2 separate regions of the Zea mays genome follow, and region 2 is linked to region 1. A link is a contact called in public Hi-C data. All regions are on one chromosome and are shown on one strand. Each heading gives the region's core, a stretch centred on a gene start, on an enhancer-like site or on the middle of the called end of the contact. The rest is flanking DNA. Distances are from core to core; before and after follow the strand shown. Region 1 has its middle 82 kb from the start of LOC100286287. Region 2 holds the start of LOC100384177 (long chain base biosynthesis protein 1b).

What was found. Hi-C and Micro-C count contacts between places; a contact is called where the count stands out from the background.
Region 2: a contact with region 1 is called in a Hi-C map of ear, with 2.0 times the contacts expected there. The contact joins the promoter of LOC100384177 here to the enhancer-like site in region 1. A contact is called at or near these places in 4 of 25 Hi-C or Micro-C datasets (ear, endosperm, leaf and 1 more).

The regions. Positions count from the first base shown.
Region 1 is chr8:61,582,440-61,586,523 of Zm-B73-REFERENCE-NAM-5.0, forward strand. No RefSeq gene overlaps it. Among protein-coding and RNA genes, the nearest start is that of LOC100286287, 82 kb to the right of the region's middle. Within about 2 kb of position 1,277, at least 17 of the 20 cell types and tissues checked have an H3K27ac peak or open chromatin away from gene starts, as enhancers often do. A contact at or near this core is called in ear, endosperm, leaf and 1 more, where this site is marked.
Region 2 is chr8:61,831,936-61,835,722 of Zm-B73-REFERENCE-NAM-5.0, forward strand. LOC100384177 (long chain base biosynthesis protein 1b) reads left to right here and starts at 1,783. Exons shown (of 4, transcript XM_023300849.1): 1 at 1,783-1,868; 2 at 2,320-2,413; 3 at 2,494-2,566; 4 at 2,643-2,779. The coding sequence starts at 1,783. The coding sequence ends at 2,779.

The DNA of each region.
Region 1 (4,084 bases), core at 27-2,526:
CTAGGTCAAGAATAGGTACTGCAGGATGATGCACATGAAGGATGTTGTGATGAGTTCGTGAGTGGTCTAGGTCGTCGTCTCCCAGTCAACTTTGGGTTGTTGGATCGTTGTCTTCGTATGATGTAATTATTTAACTATTTTGTACATAACTCCGTTATATAGTAATGATGTGACATTCGTTTCTGTACCATGAGTCATCATATGTGTGAGACTTGATCCCAGCACACTTGGTGATTATTTCGCGCCGAGTTTTGGACCCCTAAAATCCGGGTGTGACAGGACACTATGCCAACTACTGTCCCAATAGGGCAGCATACACTACTCCAGCTCCAATGAAGCAGGGACAGGCCTCTGGAGGCAAGAGTCAACCCTTATCCATCAATCGGGGGCAGGTCAACCATGTGGAAGCAGAAGCTAAACCTGGTGAACCTGAAAATTTGGAAGAGGTCTCGTTTGAAAGTGAAGAATCCAGTGAAGAAGGCAACGAGCAACAAGATTAGAGTATATATATATATAGGAAGTAGATACTATGTTAGGAATAATAATAAGGTCTATTTGAACCTATATTTTAATAACAAGTTATGCACCATGCCGCAATTCTTGATTGTGCATATGTTTTGGAGACGAGATTGGGATACATTCTTTCTCTTACTAATCTCGAGGACGAGATTTCTTTTGAGGGGGGTAGGATTTGTAAAGACAAAATATTTGTATCAAAGAAAAATAATGATATACATAAATAAATATATTTGTGTTAGTGTTTTGAGAATTTTTGAAACCTTGGGAGATTTATTAAATCCCTTCCTGTTTGATAATCAATTAATGGAGTCAAGTTAGTCAAATAACCCATAAATAAATAAAGAATGTGCATCTCAGGCTGGGTTTTTTGAGTAATGCATTTAATCTAAAAGAGACCTTAGTGTGAATTTGAATTCAAAATTTTGAATTTAAGTGGAAAAACAAAATAGAAATGAAAGCAAAAGAGTTAAAAGAACGAAATTATAATAATGATAATAATAATATTATGGCAAACAATAGAAGTATTATTTATATTGGAATTAAGTTTGAAACTTGGAAATTCAAAGCAGGGATTTGAATTTAGTTTGAATATTTGAAATGGAAAATAGAAAAGAAAAAAGAAAATAAGAAAAACCAGAACTGGGCTGTCTCTCCTTGGATTCGGCCCATCCTTTCTTTCTCCTTGTGCGCACGCCGGCCCACTCCGCGCATCCGCTGACCGCGCTAGCACCTGCTAACCGAGCCCATGTGCCTGTGACTATGACTCGCGTCCCACTTCATTCCCTCGCTGCCACCGGGGACCCACTAGTCAGGACTGTCACCTAACTCGTGTAACAACCGGGCGCATACCGGCTTCGCCGCACGCGGGCGGATTCCATCCCCCACCCCAGCTTGTTGGGGATATAAGGCGGCTTACCCTAGGCTCTTATGAACCCTAACTTGGCACGAAGACCACCATTAATCGGGTTAGGGTGAGGGAGAAGCGCTGTCACCAAGAGCAATGAGAGAGGGAGCAAGCCAGCCGCCGCCGCGGATTCTCGTTGCCAACCCGGCTCGAGCTCCCGCGTGGCTGCCTGGGGGTGGCCTGGCCGCATAGAAGCTGTGGGAGGGGTCAATCGAAGAGGAAACTGGCTGAAGCATCACTGATTCATCGCTGGAGTATCCTCACCGCCATGGAGACGCGCACAAGCGTGGGCAGGACCGTCCGCACCGTCAACCGAGGCGAGAACTTCCCCAACATGCCCGTCGTGATCTTCGCTAAGTGTTGCACGCTTTTCCTTAGGAGCTGGGACTCTGGGGGGCTAGTTGGGCAGTCTCCGGCGAAAGCGCTGTCGTCTGCGCGCTGCGCCACCGCGGCTGAGAGGCATGAGGAGGGTGAGTGGTCGGGGTCTGTTGATCTTGTGACTAACTGCCAAGATTAAAACCCTGAATATCGTTTTGGATGGGGGTGTGGATGTCATTGATCTGCCAGTGGGTGAATGCAATCTGATCTCGCGTGAACGGTTTGATCATGGGAATCTGAGCCGTTAGATGTGCATCGTGCGTGTAAGAATCATTCACAATCATTTTAAATCCAACCGTAGATCCTAGATTGTAGGGTTGTGGCTTGAGACCAGGTCTTTAGGGATCTGATCTAATCCTGATCGTAGGCTTGTGATCCAACTGTCATGATCCACTCATACCCCGTCGGCCTGAAAACCTTGCAAAAGAGCTCCTCTGTTTTATCAAAACCAACCTATGGTCCCTATCTATCTAGAATGAACTACAATCGAGTACAGATTAATTGCACCTGAACCCCTGCATTCTCTGGTAATTGTGCCTTCGGTCCAGAGTAATTAGAGATATTCGAAATAGATAAAGAAAATGAATATAGGTATGAAATAAATCTACTAATCTTGTAAAATCCATATCTTCCTTAATTTAGCTCCTTTTTTATCCATTCTAGTTGCATTAGGTTCATATTAATATTGTTTATCATCTAGTAACCTTAGTTTATATCCAACACTTAAATCTTCGGAAAGTCATAACTTTATAACCGTAACTCCGAATTTAGTGGTTCTCGAACCTACGATCTCGTAGCATCGCGTAGAATATTTTACACTGTTTGTTCTCATGTTTGGTGTACTGTTATTTTTATGTGATCCTTGTCTATTTGTATGTGTTGCTATGAATAGTGGTGAGGTCACGAGAACTTGAAGACCAAGTTGGTACCTGGAATCTTGAGTCTAAGGCAAGTTGTGCCCTTGATCACTTTTCTTTACCTAATAATGTTCCTGTTAATCACTTTGACATGCTCAGGTTAATTTGATGGAACCTAGTAGGTTTACCTAGCATTGTTTGTCCCCCACGTTGCAAACAAATGAACTATTGGGTAGATTTGCTATTGTTCTACCTGGTTTTGGGAAACTAATATTTTATTATGATCATGTTCGAATTACGTTGTTGTTTAATTATTGTTCATGATAAGATCATAATGTTAATGGGAACATGGTGAACCACTCAGCAAAACAGTGCGACCACAAGGGTGGAATGGGACGCCCTTGGCCAAGTAATTAGGAAAGCTATGGAGAGATTACCTTACTCGAAAGGGGCAAGCGGGGAGACACCGCTGCTAGAGTATAGGGAGGTCCTCGGGTCGAACTATATGTAAAGCTTTTTGGACGCGGGATTCCTATGCTTCCTTCTTAAATCCGTAGCGGGTTTTCTCGAACTAGTGGAACTTTGGAAAGGCCTCGTAGTGCTACCCTGCCTCACTTCCTTTGTAGAAGTGTATGGGGTCTATACAACCCCGTGGCAAATGGGTAACATGACCTGTGGGTAAAGATGTGTAACCTCTCCAGAGTGAAAAACTGGTAAATCAGCCGTGATCACAGTCATGAGCGGCTCAGACACCCACATGATTAAACTATGGAATTAAATTCAATCTGTCATATGCATTGCATCGCGGGTGTTGTTATTAATCTTGATCTCTTATTTAATTGGGTTGGTATCTACTTATACCTAGTAACTGCTAATAAAATTCTGACCAACTTTAAAAGCAATGCTCAGCTTTAACCATCCTCTTTGGTAAGCCTTACACTTCACATGGGCTCCCACCTTTGGTGAGTTCATGCACATTATTCCCCACAACTTGTTTAGCGATGAACGTATGTGAGCTTACCCTTGTTGTACTCACATCCCCCAGGTCAAGAACAGGTACCACAGGATGAGGCACATGGATGATGCTATGATGAGATCGTGAGAGGTCTAGGCCGTTGTCTCCCAGTCAACTTTGGTTGCCGGATCGTTGTCTTCGTATGATATATTATTTAATTATTTTGTACAGAACTCCATTATATATTAAGGTTGTGACATTCATTTCTGTACCATGAGTCATCATATGTGTAAGATTTGATCCTATCACACTTACTGATTATTTCGCGCCCAGGTTTTGGCCCCCTAAAATCTGGGTGTGACACTTTTCTCTCCTAAACTTTCTGGTCAATACCAGTTGAACTAGCCCCAGGGGTAGTTCAACTGGTCTCTGGGTCATCTGCCTAGTCTGACCTGTAGGCTGCCAGTCTAA
Region 2 (3,787 bases), core at 533-3,032, 250 kb after region 1:
TTTTTATGATTGCACTATCAAGCTTTCTATCATCGTTTAGTAACGTTCTTTTCGTTGACTCAATCCAGGTGAGAAACGGAAAGGCAGGATAGTCATGACTAGAGGCAAAGGGCCTAGTATGACTAGATATGGACCACACCTTAGCTTAGTTTGGCCCAATAACACACCATAGCCCACACGCCTGGACACCTAACCCTTTGGCCTTCGTTGCGGACCCGCTACTCACCGCTTCTCTTGACCGCATCTCTTCTCTGCGCCGCCGCTCGCCTGCACTTCTACGTGTGAAACGCGTCCGCGCCTATGGCCTGCCCGTGCCCAGCTGCCCCCTCTCCACGCGAGCCTCTCTAGGCGTCAAGCGTGCCATTAAGCAACCGTGGCCCCCACCCCTCCTCGGCTCTCTGCGTGAGCACAAGCACGTCTCTGTAGCCCATGTTCAACGGAAGCGAAAGGTAAAACAAATCCATTCACATTCCATCTTGGGTTTCCACACATCTGATCTATGTATTCCTAGTTCTAGGTGTCAGTGCTAGAGGATTTGGAAAGGCGCTGTTTGATAAGAAGACAAACCCGTGTCCTGGCAAGTGGATACCTGTAGCCCGTATGGACCAGTTTCTTTTATCATTTTACCTTGTCTCTCCATGTATTACTCAATTTGGATACTGCAGAGAGAACACGAGAGAAACTGTTGTTGAGGAGATCTGCAATTTTGATATATCTTTATATGTTATCTCTAGTCTAGTGATAGTACGAATCTCATCTTAAATGAAGCTTGTTTGACGGTCTGAGTGAAGTCAATGTATATAGCAATATAAAGTTTGCTATATTGAGAAAAATATTTAAAAGCATTATGGGAAACAAGTGAAAGAATGTGGGTATTATTAAGTATGCCGGGGCCGACATACTTATTTTGAATAAGTATGCCAATTTTCAGCCCCTGGCGTACCTCATTTTAAGAACATCTGTTAAGCTTATACCCACATACTTCTCATATTGAGCTGTATGTCAGATTAGTCAAAATTATGGAATTGTAATCCTCTGCTCTTAATCTTCTAGTACTATTTGGGATCAATTTGTTGCAAGCTAGCAAACACTTACTGTCTACTATGATATAGTAATAAAGTATACGCCATTACTGTGTTGCAGTGCTGCTTTTTTGGGACATATTTACTGTACTTGCTATTAAATTTATTGAGAGTGCATGCCCAATAGTAGTTTGTTTTTACACCGTACACAATTTATTCTTGTTTTATACGAACGACAAATTTGGTGCTGTCTTAATCCTGAGTCTTTTGTGTCTTGAAAAACATTAAGTTATACCTATGGAAGCTCTTATTGGCTAATAAATTATGTTAAGTTATCATGCAAGCCTTTTCTTAAGTTTTAGCTTGGACAACATCAAGGATTGAAGGTGGATTCTACGCTTGCTGTGCAGAATCAAAAACTTCATATTGCCATAACAGTTCACTTAACTTCTTTTAATTAAATTTGATCCATGAGCTAGCACTCCATAGGATGTTTTCCTAAGAGTGTGGTACTAATCCTTGCTTAGGTATTATGCTATCAGTTAGCATGTATTTATGAATGGAGAATATGAAATTGTAATTCTCTGCCTAAAACTTCTAGTAGTTCTATCTGGGATCTTTTTGAAATGTATTTGTTGCTATTTTCTTTTCTAAAACTATATTCTAAATTTTATTTTCAGGAAACAGGTCACCCATCACATTCGTCATGTGCAATTCTCTCATGCCGTGCAGCCCATTAATTCCACTGAAGAAAACATAGAATGTGCATCATAATGTCACAGAAGGCCTAAAATGTTATAGTGTGCGGCCATTGCTCACGAGGAGGCAGAGTGCCGTGTTGCCGAGGTTTGCACTACAGCTTGGTTTCTGATGGAGTTGTACCAGATTTTTTTTGTTCAAACTAGCAGTTGACGCATTGTTGGAACTTTAGCAGTCTATAAAGGATTTTTTTTCTTAAAGTAAGTTCACAGTTACCTAGGGTACATTGTGGTGTTGTTGCATGAGTAATCCTACATATCATTTCATATATGGATTAACCGGATGGTCTCACTCTTGAAACTGTGGGAGACACCGCTATATATGGAATATTCTTTTTGTTGAATATCCCCTGAATTCTGCTTTAGTTATATGTGTATATTATTTAATTCACCAGAATTTTTCTTCACGCATTTCTGGTTGTGTTACAAATATTCATGCAGTATGGATTACAATTGTTTACCATGTTAAGTAGTTATGATTGCATCATATATGATCTTCTGAGGATCATAATTAACCCTTCTATTTTTCTTTTATACAGTGCCACTGGACCACATACGATTGTTGATGGTAAAGAAGTTGTGAACTTTGCATCAGCAAAGTACCTCGGTTTAATTGGCAACGAAAAGATTATTGTAAGAGACAATTCTATTGCTTGACAATATTTCAATGTATGTATTTTTTGGAATATCTAAACAAAGCGAATGACTTCCAGGATTCTTGCATCAGTTCATTGGAGAAGTATGGTGTTGGTTCTTGTGGTCCACGTGGCTTTTATGGAACAATTGGTCTGTATTATCATCCTCAGACAATGACTTTGGTTGAAAGTATAGAGGAACTTAACTTTCTATTGTGTTCTTGCAGATGTCCATCTTGACTGTGAGTCAAAGATAGCTAAATTTTTGGGGACTCCAGACTCCATTCTTTATTCATATGGGATTTCTACAATATTCAGTGTGATACCTGCCTTCTGTAAGAAAGAAGATATCATAGTCGCGTAAGTTCACCTAAGTTCACCGTATTAAAAAAATTATGAAATTCACAAGTATTATTGGAACCTTGACTTGTTTGGTGTATCGAGGTCTGCATGCTTGGCCTTTTAGACATAATATGGATTTATCCAGCTCAACTTTAGGCTTTAGCACAACATTGTTATCTCTTTCTTGTGTCTATTGATGAGTTGTTTTTCCTCTGTCAGTTAACTGTACATAGGTAGTTTGATGTGATTGCAGTGACGAGGGTGTTGACTGTTTGGTGAAATGCTTGGGACAAAGTGGCCAGCAAGAATGGAGTCATGGAACATCGATAGGAGGGGTGCGGCAGCGGCAACCGATGTATCCCTTGGACAATCTGGTTTTGACATGATGCAAATCAATCTGATGTACACTGTATTCCGCACTTGCACAGATTGTTTGGTTAATTACAAGATTATCTCAGTGTTTTGGTTTGGATTTAGAGTACACTTATGTATGAAATATTGATTGGTACTCATCTATATTATATTATTATTAAATATATGTGTGTGTATTTCTCTTTCAAATTATTATAATGTGGTATCTCAAATGAATATAAATTGAAGAATATATTGTTATTTAAGTCAATTTGTTTAAATCTTATTAAGACGGTTCTAAAAATATCCAATATCGGTCTTCTAAATAAGACGATTTCTAAAACGTCCAATATCAGTCACCTAAATAAGACGGTTTTTATATTGCAAGCGCTTATTAATATAGAACATTTTAGACAGTTTACTAAATAACTTGTGACTTAAAATGTTCACATACTCGACGGTTGTTTTGAAAAAGTGTATTAAATAAACATAATTTAAGACAGGTTATTGGACAAAATGACTTAAACAAATACCTTTTTTGGACGGTTATAAACTAACAACGCCTTATGTAATACCTTTTTAAGACGGTTTGCAACCATCTTAAATGTGGGACATCTTTTACGACTCCATCAAATTTGGACACTTGAGAAACGTCTTAATAAGTGAAAATTAACCGTCT